Linked DNA regions of Mus musculus: regions 1, 2 and 4 are each linked to region 3. The links are chromatin contacts, called in public HiChIP or PLAC-seq, Micro-C and promoter capture Hi-C maps. All regions are on one chromosome and are shown on one strand. Each heading gives the region's core, a stretch centred on a gene start, on an enhancer-like site or on the middle of the called end of the contact. The rest is flanking DNA. Distances are from core to core; before and after follow the strand shown. Region 1 overlaps Myo1e (myosin IE). Region 2 overlaps Aqp9 (aquaporin 9). Region 3 holds the start of Mindy2 (MINDY lysine 48 deubiquitinase 2). Region 4 has its middle 18 kb from the start of Gm32074.

Region 1 (2,700 bases), core at 18-2,517, 260 kb before region 3:
CAAAATTACCCAAAATTGCACAGACAGTTCAAAACAAATGGAGGGACAGCCTGCTGGTTTTTTTTTTTATTTGATATCTGGATCCAGATGTATTATGTCCATCTCAGTCTGGCCTTGAGCTCACGGAGATGAGATTGTCCTGCCTCAGCCTCCCCAAGTGCTAGAATTACAGGTGTATGCTGTCGAGCCCGGCTCAGAAAAGCATTTTCCAATTTTCATTTTTATCTTTTCATGTGTAAAGATATTTTGCCTGGAGGTGTGTCTGTGCATCGTGTATGTGCCTAGTGTTCTCAAAAGCCAGAAAAAAAGCAGAACTAGCATTACAGTTGTGAGTCACTATGTGGGTGCTGGGAACCAAATCAGGGTTCTCTGCAGGAACAGCGAGTGCTCTTAACTGCTGAGTCATCTCTCCAGCCTAGGAAAGCATTTTCCATGAGGGTGAATTCAGGAAGGGTCTGGTCTCCTGAGCAGCAGGGAGTAATAAAACTAAACAAAAATGCCTAAATTGCAACAGTTGCCAGTTCCTGGGGTTAAATGGCTTCCTTTTTTGTCAACTTGACACAAGCTAGGGTTATCTGGGAAGACAGACCTCAACTGAGAAATTGCTGCTATCAGATTTTCCTTGGAGGCAAGCCTGTGGAGCATTTCCTTACGGACTGATGTCGGCAGGCAGTATACTCCTAGGTGGGTGGGTCCTGAATTGTATGAGAAAGCCAAGTGAGCGAGCTGGTAAGCAGTATTCTTCCATGGTCTTCGCTTGGGTCTTGCCTTGAGTTCCTGCCCTGACTTCCCTTTGTAATAAAGCACAGCCAGAGCAACTTGCTTCTGTCAGTGTTTCATGGCAGCAACGGGCAGCAAACTAGGATACATAGTAAATATACACACCATAGCCAGGTCAGGCTGAGCCACCAGCATGGCTACTCAGAAAGTGTGTGGGACTGGGGAGGGGGACAGAAGGGGACGGGGTGGGGGATGGGATGGGATGAAGCTTGCTTATTTCGTTTGCTAATTTAATTGTAAGTTGGTAAGATTTGGCTTTTAATGACTGTTTCACAAGTCGTTGACACAGTTCCTGAAAGTCTCTGCCATCCGCTCTGCTGAGGACGGAGCCAGCTCTGCTCAGTGGCCCTTCTGCACTGAGTTGGCAGTCACTCTGGCTGGGAGTGGTACCTAAACGACCTCATTAATCAATTTCTGGCAGTGTGTTGAAAGCCATTAGTTCTCCATATTTATTACACAGGATCGCCACCTAGTGACACTAGAGATCGGCTGGGTTCTGGAGGCTTGGGGGCTCTTTCTAGCCTAGCCTGGGTAATGGCAGTTGTGTTGTGACTGGCTGTGCTCTGTGATGCTTCCAGGTCCCTAGACTGCTAAACCCAGGCGTCAGTCAGCTCTTCATCTGCATAGATTCCTTACTGCACACTGAATTCAAGTATAGACCCTGTCTTAAAACCGTAATGAACAATAAAAGAGAGGCAGGTGTTTGAGCAGTTCCCCTGCTTCTTGGGACACGTTCAGCAGCTCCCAGCATACAAGGCCTGGGCCTTTCCAAGGTTCAACTATGCATTGTATAACCCTTGCCCTACCAACTGATTCAAGAGAAGCTTTATGGAGATAGAATCAATCCATTTGAAATGCCCAGTATTATAATTTTAGTGTATTGACAAAGTTGTGCACAATGGCCATAATCTAATTTTAGAATTCTTCCCTCCTCATAAAACCTTCCGACACACAAGGCATAACTTTAATCCCAGCCCTCTGGAGGCAAGTGGATCGAGGCTAGCCTTGTCTACAGAATGAGTTTCAGGGCAGCCAGGGATACATACACACATGAAAAAAAGAAAGAAAGAAAGAAAGAAAGAAAGGAAGAAAGAAAGAAAGAAAGAAAGAAAGAAAGAAAGAAAGAGAAAGAGAGAGAGAAAGAGGAAAAAAAGAAACTTTCCCCTCAACACTGTCCCACCTCACTAACAATCTACGTATCTATGTTGGCTGGTTATAGACATTTTATTTATAAAAACTCATTTATTATTAAGTATTATACTCATGTTATTAATGTGATCATTTTCTTAATTTCATTTTCTTTTTAGTTACACTTACTTATCAGTGTAGTGCATGGAGGGACCACAGCACATGTGTGGCAGTTAGAGAACACCTTTAGGGAATCCGTTCTCTCTTTTTACCATGTGGTGTGGGTCCTGAAGACTAAACTCAGGGCATTAGGCCTCGTGGCAAAGCACCTTCCCCCGCTGAGTCATCTCGCTCACCTCAGTCTCAGCTTTGAGTTTATCTTTGCTAATACTTGGACATAGAACCGATGGTGTGTGACTTTGATGTTGTTTGTTTGTTTGTTTGAAGTTGGTTATTTGAGACAATGTCTCATATAGCCCAGGCTGGCCGAGCCTTAAACTCACTATGTAGCCAAAGATGACCTTGAACTTCTGATCTTCCTGCCTCTACCTCCCCAGTGTTTTATTATGGATGATGGCCATGCACCACTTGGTTTATGCAGTGCTGGGACTTGAGCCCCAGATTTTATACATGCCAGGCATGTGCTCAGTCTACTGAGCCATACTATACCTCGAGCTCCCTAGGTACTGATGATCTTCTATCATCTTGTTGAGCTCCGTTGTGAGCAGCTTTCTAGTGTGTTCCTTGCGTGTGTCCAGGCATGGCTGTTGTCTCATCTTTCACTTCTCTGCA
Region 2 (2,974 bases), core at 77-2,576, 480 kb after region 3:
GATGAGCTACTCCAGACAACAAGGCAGAAGCAGCTGGAGCCCTTCAAACAAGAGTCTTCCCCTGGTCACGATTCTGCTGCACAGCCCCTAGTGTAGGTCCAGTGGAAACCGGAAAGCTTGAACTGGCTTGAGTGTGTCCAGAGAGGCCTCTGACCTGTTTGATTTCACTCTGGGAAGTATTCTCTATTTCTGTCCTAGGTGTTGAAATTGTCTTGGGAGCAGCAGCAAGGGGCATTGTAAATCACACTATAGGCTGAGGGAGAGGGGTGGAAGGAAAGGTGATCCTTATCCCTGTGCCCCCAAACCCTCTTTCATCTTTTACTTATATACTGAACTTATATTGACTTATACTCTCTCATCAGCTTAACCCTCTCAACTGTCTTCCTACAACTAACAACCTCTGCTGGACTCAGGTCCATTAGTAGAAGACCACGTGAGCACTGAGTTCCACTTCTGCAGAGATGCCTCAAACTTAAGATTATATTTGTGTTGTGGATGAAGCCTAGATTCAGGCAGGTTTGGCAGGACATTTCATTTCTACTCCACTGAAATTGTCTGGAGGCTTCTGCATTCGTATGTCTGCCTTGTGGGTGGTACTGGTTGCTCATGGAGGTTTTAACTAGAGTGCAGAGCAGAGTGCCTACAAGTGGCTACTGCATGGTGGCTTGGCTTGTTCATCGCATTCTGGTTGGGTTTAAGAGGTGAGCATCGTACAGTCTCAGGGTTTATGTTCTTAATTCCTATACCATGTCCCTGGTAGTCTGTCCCATTTTGATAATTCTGAACTTTATAGCAGACAGAAGGAATCTATTGTAAGTATTTTTATTTTCTTCCTACACTATACATACATACACAGAGAAAGAAAACATATACATGTTAAGTGTGTTGGTCTCTGTATCTAATATTAGTTTCTAATATATTCATGTCAAGTCATCAGATGGTTCCTTTTTCTGTTGGGTGTGAAAGCCCCTTTCATGGTTGTATAAATGAACACATTGCTTCTCAATCTCAGCTTGCCCTTCCACTAAGCAATGACAATCATTCCTCAGCTTGCTTCCCGAGGGTTTTCAATAAAGGTTCAAATGAGATAACACTAATAAAAGCACTATTTAAACAGCAAACACTGATCATAAGTGCAAACGCAGGGACTGTTTTCAATGTAAATGCAAAAGGGAAGCTAAGAGCCAGTTTGAGTTCACGGATTCAAATAATTGAGTCCATGAACTTTAGCCACTTCCTGGCAATAACAAGCAGGGGAAGGTCCACTTCTGACAGGCGGTGGAGATAGTTGTTGTGTCACTGCTAACCATAGAATCAAATGTGGGTGAGGGGAAGTCGCAAGGCTTCAAGAGGTTTTGCTTGTTTTCGTTGACTTTCCAAAGACCAATCGTTCTATGTTTGTGTGCGTGCTACTGCTCTGGGCAGGACTGTGACGATAACAGAGTAAGTCCTGGTTTCATTAGCAGATCTTCATGCCTTTGAGGGGAAGAGAACGTCTCAATGGAAAAGAGAGGAAAACATTCAAAAGGGCAGACTGGTGGTTAACTGGAATGTGAGTTATGCCCCCTCTATTACTAGCCACTAAGCCAGACATTCTGGAGCTATCTTGCCTCTCTTCTTCCCTCCTTGAACACTCATAGTGATGTTCTTATACTTCCCTTCTGTCTACAGCCTCTGGCCAGAGTCCCCACCACCCTCTAGCCATCTAGTAGTGGAGCTAGATGCCATGGCTACAGCTGTATACAAAAGTCTCTCTGCGGCCTGAGAACATCGCTGCACATCCAGGCTTTCCATTGCCTTGTCCCATGGAGCCCGGCCCTCCTTCTGCCCAAAACAGATTCATAGAGTTGCATGCCAGCCTCTTTGAGCCCTTGGAACTGATAGCTGCCACTCCAAACTCTGCATGCCTGCTCACAGTATGCCTTTCTTCTCACTTGCTTCTCCAAAACCCATCTGTTCTCAATTGTGGGAAGCCACATATGCCGTTGCAGAGTGGCACTGACTACTGCTGGCCACCACGCATAAGTTTGGACAAACAACCAATGTGTACATATGCAGTAAAGTTTTTTGCAAAGACACTGCCTGGCCTGGGCATGAGGCTTTGAGAGTATAACCAATCAGATGTGAGACATGCAAATGAGGTATGATAATGAGGCTCTGTGAGGTACAGAGAGAGAGAGAGTAGCCAATCAAATGAGGAACATGCAAATGAGGCGTAGTGCATAACCAATCCGGGTGTGAGACACGCCTCTCCTAGGCCTATATAAGCAGCACCAGTTCTGGGCTCCAGGTCTCTTCGCCTCTGCAATCAAGCTCTCCCAATAAACGTGTGCAGAAGGATCCTGTTGCAGCGTTGTTACTGCTGGCCAGTCCGGCGCGCGCAAGACTCAACTACGAACTAAAACACTGCCAGGTTCGAGCACCCACTGCCCCTCACTGAGCTCCACTGCCCTTTTCAAATACTTCCAAATGCTGCAGTTCTGACACATCTCATTATGTTGAAATAGCCCATCAAGTCCAGTAGTTCTCCACGGACTAAGGCTGATCTTCAGTAACAACATAAATAATAGAAAGCCCACATACACATGAAAGCTGAACAACACTGTATTCAATGACAACTTGGTCAAGGAAGAAATAAAGAAAGAAATTAAGGACTTTTTAGAGTTTAATGAAAATCAAGCCACAACATACCCAAACTTATGGAACACAATGAAAGCAGTCCTAAGAGGAAAACTTATAGCTCTAAGTGCCTCCAAAAAGAAACTAGACAGAACATACACTAGCAGCCTGACAGCACACATAAAAGCTCTAGAACAAAGGAAGCAAATATGCCCAAGAGGAATAGACGGCAGGGAATAATCAAACTCAGGGCTGAAATAAACCAAGTGGAAACAAAAAGAACTATACAAATAATCAACCAAACCAGGAGCTGGGTCTTTGAGAAAATCAACAAGATAGATAAATCCTTAGCCAG
Region 3 (2,700 bases), core at 193-2,692:
AAGATTGATAGTAACTGAAGATCAATCACTGTTTCCAATTTTCACTGTTTTGCATATGTAATAATGTCAGTAAGGAATAATATAGGCAAATATAGCTAAAAATACTCAGAAGATGTAAGTGCAGGGTGCTCTGGATTCTGCTTGTTTATAGGTAAACCATCAGTTACAACCTTTAACCGAATGTTGAATTTTTAATACAAAAAAGACCTTAAGTTGGGGGCAATTCTTCCTGACATGTTGCCACATGAATAATCTTTCAATAAAGAAATCCTGGAATTAATTTCATGTAATAAGAGACTGTTAGATATAGGGGTGCATGTCTGTAAACCTAGCACTCTAGAGGCTGTAGCATTAAGATCTTAAACTGTTCGAGGACAGTTTAAGCTACACAGACAAACCTTGTCTCAAAAAAAAAAAAAAAAAAAAAGGAGGAGTCTGATGAATGGAAGGAAGCCATCAGCTGACAAACAGCAGTTTCCTCACCCCATTTTGCCCCTCCCCACCCCACAAGCTGTAGGAAGTAGAAAGCTGCAGAGTGTACCTTCCAGGCGAGAAGCAAAACATTGAGGATGGCCAGCAAAGGGCAGGGTCCATTCTCATTCTGGGTGATGATGGGCGTGTTCTCCTCTTTCCACTGGATCCATTTGATGTGATACACCGACTGTCCGGGAAAGCGTTCTTTGGAGGCCGCTAGCACCTGAGCCGGGTCCTCCTCCTCCTCTTTGCATAGAGGTGCAGCCCTGGGCGGCCCCGCCGCGCCCTCCTCCACGTCCTCGGGGACCCTGGTCTCTGCTCCCTCCTCACTATTGAACTCAGAGCTACTGGGGAAAGAATGCAGGTTGGAGAAAGACTCCAGGGAGTCCAAGCTGGGCGAGTCCCCAGGGGGGCTCGGCTCGCTGCAGCTGCTGCTCGGGGCGCCGGTGCTGCTGGGCTCTTCCGCCGCCTGCTCCACCCTGCAGGTGCCCGTGTCGCCCACTGGCCCCGACCCTCGGCCCGCCGCGGCCTCGGCCAGCTCCGGGGAGGCGGTCACCTTGTGCTGCCCTCTTGAAGGCACCTCCGAGGCGGCAGGGCTCGACGACGCGCCGTCCTTCAAGTCCGAGCCCGCGCCGCATCCGAGCTGCGAGGGGGACGTCGGGTCCCCGAGGCTGCTCCGCGCTGCCGCCGCCGCCGCCCCCTGCCCGCCGCTGTCCACCGCGCGTCCAGCGGGACCATCCTCAGCCTCGCGCCCGCCGCGCCGTCGCCCTTCCGGCGGCGACACTCGCCCGGCCGCCACCCCTAGTTCCAGAGGCTGTGGGCTGTCAGGGCTGTTCTCCATCCCCGGCCGCCCGCCCCTGGTCCTATAGACACCGCGGCCGGCTCTCCTCAGCAAGCGCCTCCGACGCCATGACAGCCGCTCTGTAGCAGCTCCAGCGCCCTAGCGCGGCCTCGGCCAGGCACGTCACCGTAGAGGGCGGCGGGAGCGCGCGCGCGTGCCCCCGCCCGCCCGCTCGGAGCGTGCCTCCGCGTGACTGCGCTCGTTGAAGCGCCCGGACCCACTCGGGGAGCGCTTCTCCCCCGAGGCCACGCCCCTCCCGCGCGTTCAGGCTAGGGAAGGCAGAGCGAGGCCAGGGGCGTGGCTGAGGGCGTGGTCAGGGGCGCGGCTCGGAGAGCCGCAGCGCCACTAGGAAAATAATCTTGTGTGTGCTGCCGGAAGTTGAACTCCGGGGCATCCCCGCTGCGCGCGGTTACTTTAAAGGCAGTGGCTGAGGCTTGTAGGGAGTGTGGTCTACTTTGGGCTTGAGCCTGGTGGACCCCGAAAGTGGTAGTAGCATTGGAAGACAGCCATTCCCTGAAGGCCTCGGGAGAGCTGGCTTTTTCTTTTCTTTTTTTTTTTTTTTAGCTTTTAATGTTGAGAATTGGAAGCATTTCTTAGGAAATGCAAATTTGAAAGGCGAGTTCTGTTGGAGGCTTTTGGAAGACTGCGCAGTACAGGGACAACTCTCCCTGGGTTTTGGCTGAGAATCGCTGCGCTCCCAACCAGCTACTGGTTTGCCTTGCCGGAGGTTCAATGAGGTTGTGGATATTGGCCTACGCCCCAGGCGAGAGGGTAAATTTGGTCCAATAATAATAAATCAGTTTGCGTTTGAAGCAAGCCAAGTCTTTGCGGTTCTGTTCACTTGGCTTCTCTTTGCACAGAGTGGGAAGCTTCTGCTTCCCGAAAAAATGACTTTTAAAATTAGAATTGACTTCTCATCAGGGCTTGACATCTGCATAGAGGATGGACAGAGTTGCCTGCAACTTTTTTTTTCTATTTATTTACTTACTTATTTATTGGCAAGAGTGGATATAGATCATCTAACCTGCTCTGGAAAAGTGGGGTGTTTTTTTTTTTTTTTTTTTGGTTTTTTTGTTTTTTGGTTTTTTGTTTTTTTTGTTTTTTTTTTTTTTCCTGGACCCTTCCCTCTTCAAAGTTGTCTGAGAATATAAAAATGAACAAGACAGGTGGGTCTTCCTTTAGTATCAGGTATACAAATATATGGTGCATCATGGATTGTTACACTTCTGTCCTGCTACTGGTTAGAAAAGTAGACAAATTAATGCATTATTTTGCTCATTCATGTGTTAGCACCAAGCATGTTACTGAATACTGTGTTTCACACTAAAAATATCACTATTATCTTCTCAGAAATGATGATCTCTTTCTCGGCACTCTCTTCGACT
Region 4 (2,978 bases), core at 466-2,965, 340 kb after region 3:
TTCTATCTATCTATCTATCTATCTATCTATCTATCTATCTATCTATCTATCTATCTATCTACCTACCTATCTATCTGATATCAATCATCTTCATTCACAGCAATTAGATGGAAAAAGAAATTGAGAGGAGCCTGGTTTGTCCCTATTCTGAAGTTTCATCTTCGGGAGAAGGTCAAGAATGGCTACGTCTGCTTTAGGCTATCTCTGTGTCATGAGCCAAGACAAAGCTATGATCTTGAAAAGACAAAACACTTACCTAGACTGCAGCTGAAGGGTGAGGCTGACTAAAGTCTGGCACCTTCTCGTTTGCTGGATTTGTGCAGCTACAAAGGGCAGAAAGGCTGCTTGCTTTTCCCAGTATCCCAGCTCAGGGCAGAAACACTTCAGGAAGCTACAGAGGGGATTTCTGGGCTGGGTGAGGGAGTCCAATCTAGATAATTGTGTTATCACTGATCCCATGTCTTTAAATTTGTCCTGAGGTAATATACCTTTTACTGGGAAGAGAGAAAGAGAGAGATACGGGGGCACTATTTAATAGCCATATGGAATGCCAGAAAGCCTTACAAGGGTGACTTGCTCTTGTCTAAACCAGGACACAGCAGGCAGATCATCTTTAGCTTGTGCACAGACCCAGACACCAGTTCTTTACCAAACTCCATGTATCTCCACATCCCACCAGCAGACCAGAAGAGACTGCCTACCAAACACACAGGCCATCTGTAGCAGGGCTGGGAGAACTGGGATGGTTAATCTTACTTGTCAATTATATGAACAGACCTCTGGGCATGTCTGTAAGAGATATTCAGATAGATTTAAATGCTATAGGAAGATGACCCCCCTCCTCCAACTACCATGGGTGTTGTTCCATGGCCTGGACTCTTAGACTGAATAGAAATGAGAGAGTGAGCTGAGCACATCTGCTTCAAGCCATTCAAGCTCCTGCTGCCTGTCTGTCTCCACCATGATGGGACTATACCCTCAAACTGTGAGCCACAATAAACCCATCCTCCCTGACTTCACCATTGCCATAGCAACAGGAAATGTAACTAGCACAAAGAGGAAAGCTGAAATCTCAGCTGAGCCATCCCTACTGAAAGGTTATTATCCGTTCTTGTTTCCTTTACAGAGGAGAGAGGAGGTCCGGTTAGCTTAATTCTCAGGATACTGTGGTGAGTAGACAGGACACAAGGGAGATGGAGATCCGGATCTAGCCCTTGCTCACTGTGTGACTTTAGTCAAGTCACTTGGCCTTGCTGAGCCTCAAATTCTTTTCTATAAAATAAGATTGGGACCAATTATCTCTAAGGATTTAGGCTCTCAGTACCAAGGCTTTTTAGGATCAGGGAGAATGGAAGAGGGCTGTGCTCCCTCCTTTCCAGACAGCTTTGTAATGGGACTAAGCATTTGGCCCTGAGTTTGAGAAACAAGCCTAGATCGGCTTGGTTGTGACAGACCCGTGGGCTTCCTGTTCTGTCTGTCACAGGGTTTCAGATTGTCACTCACATCTCCTCTCCAGGAATGTAGGTGCCATGTGGTCGAAGGACAAAGTCCTGGTGATAGGAGGAACAGTGACTGTTGTCACTGGATTCTCAGCATCCAGTTTCCCTACACTTCTGGCTGGTGAGTCAGGCTGGTGGCCCTGATGCCTGGCAGTGGGCCCCGCCCAACTTGGTGAGTGTGTCAACACCAGGATGGGGTAAATCATAAGAAGTCCATTTTTAGCTAAGAGTGAAAAATGAAGTCACTGGTATAGCAACAGAAGATGCCAGCTGGGGACACAGATGGGAGGCGACGATGTGTGGAAGGGTGGGGCAGTTATCCTCGTGAGCCAATCCCCAGGAGGCTCGGGCTGCTGGAGTTGAAGTAATTCTGGCAGTGTGATGGGAAAGGGACCCCGAAAGAGGTCTTATGGGAGGAACCACAACAGGCCTGTCCTTTTCTAAATCACAGACCCCAGCGGAGGCTCTAAGCATCTGCGTGCTCCAGGGAAATGGGAAGGGGGATGCTGGAGTCTCAAATACATGGACTTTGCCATCTTCTGCTCTATTTTATTTTAGGAGCAGAGCAAACAGAGTGGGGAGGATTTAACCGCCTGTCTCCTCTCTCTTCTTCTCCCACTCTGGGCTGGACCAACATGTCTCTGAGGCCTTTACATTTCCACCATCCTGTAGTTCCTTGCTAGTTTCAAAAATAACACATTCTGGGGGAACAGAGCATGTGAGAAAATTGCTGATATTTTAAAGATGAAGTAGCACCATTTCAGTATAAAAGGGGGAGATCACACCTCTATTCCGTGGCTTTTAGCTGGATGTTGATCCTGACACCATCTTTAACCCCACACCTGTTTCCTCATTTGTGAAATGAGTGAGGTAGTGTTGCCTAGCTCAGGGGCTCTGGAGGGTTTAACTGGATCGTGAGGGTCGGGGCTTGCTCAGCACTGCTGGCCAAGTAAACCCAGCACATCTAGGAGGAATCAGAAGCTGATGGGCCGTAGCTCTCTCAAGGAGACAGTGGGAGCTGGGTGGCTACCCATCCATTCTCCCTTTCTCTGCTTTCCTGGGTGTACTGGGAGGCTCCCCTAGATATCTCAGGGTGAGCTCTGGGGTAGAGCTCCAAGAAGGGAATCCCCCTTGGGGTTTGGCTGGCTTTAGCTGCTTCCTTCTCTGACTCCATGTGTGGCCATGTGCATACAAGCGCACATGTATGTGCGTGCATGGTAGGTGGTGTTTACTCGGGATACTGTCTACCATTTTTTTTTTGAGACATGGTCTCTTACAAGCCTAAAGCTCACCAAATAGGACAGGGTGGGTGGCTGGCCAGTAAGTTCCCATGGATCTGCCTGGCTCTACCTCTTGAGCACTGGAATTACAAATGTGCTTCGCCATGCCTAGCTTAAAAAAAAATGTCAGTTCTGAGGGTGGGTCAGATGCTTGTACTTGAAAGGCAAGCACTTAACCAACTGAGCCATCTCCCCAACT

The links. Promoter capture Hi-C pulls out the DNA fragments that hold promoters and counts their contacts. A called contact is a pair of places that touch in the nucleus more often than the background predicts. HiChIP or PLAC-seq counts read pairs in DNA pulled down with a chosen protein or histone mark.
Region 1: a Micro-C map of embryonic stem cells shows a contact between it and region 3, with 2.2 times the contacts expected there. The contact joins the enhancer-like site here to the promoter of Mindy2 in region 3. A contact is called at or near these places in 3 of 39 promoter capture datasets (embryonic stem cells, hippocampal neurons and stem cell-derived epiblast-like cells), 3 of 484 Hi-C or Micro-C datasets (the CH12 cell line, the HL-1 cell line and embryonic stem cells) and 1 of 9 other capture datasets (adipose tissue).
Region 2: a contact with region 3 is called in a promoter capture Hi-C map of the HPC-7 cell line. The contact joins the enhancer-like site here to the promoter of Mindy2 in region 3. A contact is called at or near these places in 16 of 39 promoter capture datasets (the 3T3-L1 cell line, 3T3-L1-derived adipocytes, the C10 cell line and 9 more), 3 of 15 datasets of contacts at CTCF or cohesin (large pre-B cells, pro-B cells and stem cell-derived epiblast-like cells), 9 of 484 Hi-C or Micro-C datasets (the G1E-ER4 cell line, the N1E-115 cell line, bone marrow-derived macrophages and 4 more), 6 of 115 datasets of contacts at active chromatin or transcription factors (bone marrow-derived macrophages, embryonic stem cells, fetal liver and 2 more) and 4 of 9 other capture datasets (adipose tissue, embryonic stem cells, liver and 1 more).
Region 4: a contact with region 3 is called in an H3K4me3 HiChIP or PLAC-seq map of forebrain, with 2.9 times the contacts expected there. The contact joins the enhancer-like site here to the promoter of Mindy2 in region 3. A contact is called at or near these places in 17 of 39 promoter capture datasets (the 3T3-L1 cell line, 3T3-L1-derived adipocytes, the C10 cell line and 9 more), 1 of 15 datasets of contacts at CTCF or cohesin (large pre-B cells), 6 of 115 datasets of contacts at active chromatin or transcription factors (bone marrow-derived macrophages, embryonic forebrain, embryonic stem cells and 2 more) and 3 of 9 other capture datasets (adipose tissue, embryonic stem cells and pancreatic islet).

Annotation. Positions count from the first base shown.
Region 1 is chr9:70,391,499-70,394,198 of GRCm38.p6, forward strand. The region is part of intron 26 of Myo1e (myosin IE); the gene reads left to right. Among named protein-coding and RNA genes, the nearest start is that of Mir5626, 13 kb to the right of the region's middle. Within about 2 kb of position 1,268, at least 28 of the 459 cell types and tissues checked have an H3K27ac peak or open chromatin away from gene starts, as enhancers often do. A contact at or near this core is called in adipose tissue and embryonic stem cells, where this site is marked.
Region 2 is chr9:71,139,060-71,142,033 of GRCm38.p6, forward strand. All of the region lies in intron 1 of Aqp9 (aquaporin 9), which reads right to left. Among named protein-coding and RNA genes, the nearest start is that of Gm32714, 10 kb to the right of the region's middle. Within about 2 kb of position 1,327, at least 7 of the 459 cell types and tissues checked have an H3K27ac peak or open chromatin away from gene starts, as enhancers often do. A contact at or near this core is called in the HPC-7 cell line and liver, where this site is marked.
Region 3 is chr9:70,655,732-70,658,431 of GRCm38.p6, forward strand. Mindy2 (MINDY lysine 48 deubiquitinase 2) reads right to left here and starts at 1,443. Exons shown (of 9, transcript NM_172772.2): 1 at 542-1,443. The coding sequence starts at 1,315. It overlaps Gm31872 (a long non-coding RNA gene), which reads left to right and starts at 1,940. Exons shown (of 3, transcript XR_379591.4): 1 at 1,940-2,481.
Region 4 is chr9:70,997,231-71,000,208 of GRCm38.p6, forward strand. No RefSeq gene overlaps it. Among named protein-coding and RNA genes, the nearest start is that of Gm32074, 18 kb to the left of the region's middle. Within about 2 kb of position 1,716, at least 36 of the 459 cell types and tissues checked have an H3K27ac peak or open chromatin away from gene starts, as enhancers often do. A contact at or near this core is called in forebrain, hippocampal neurons and trophoblast stem cells, where this site is marked.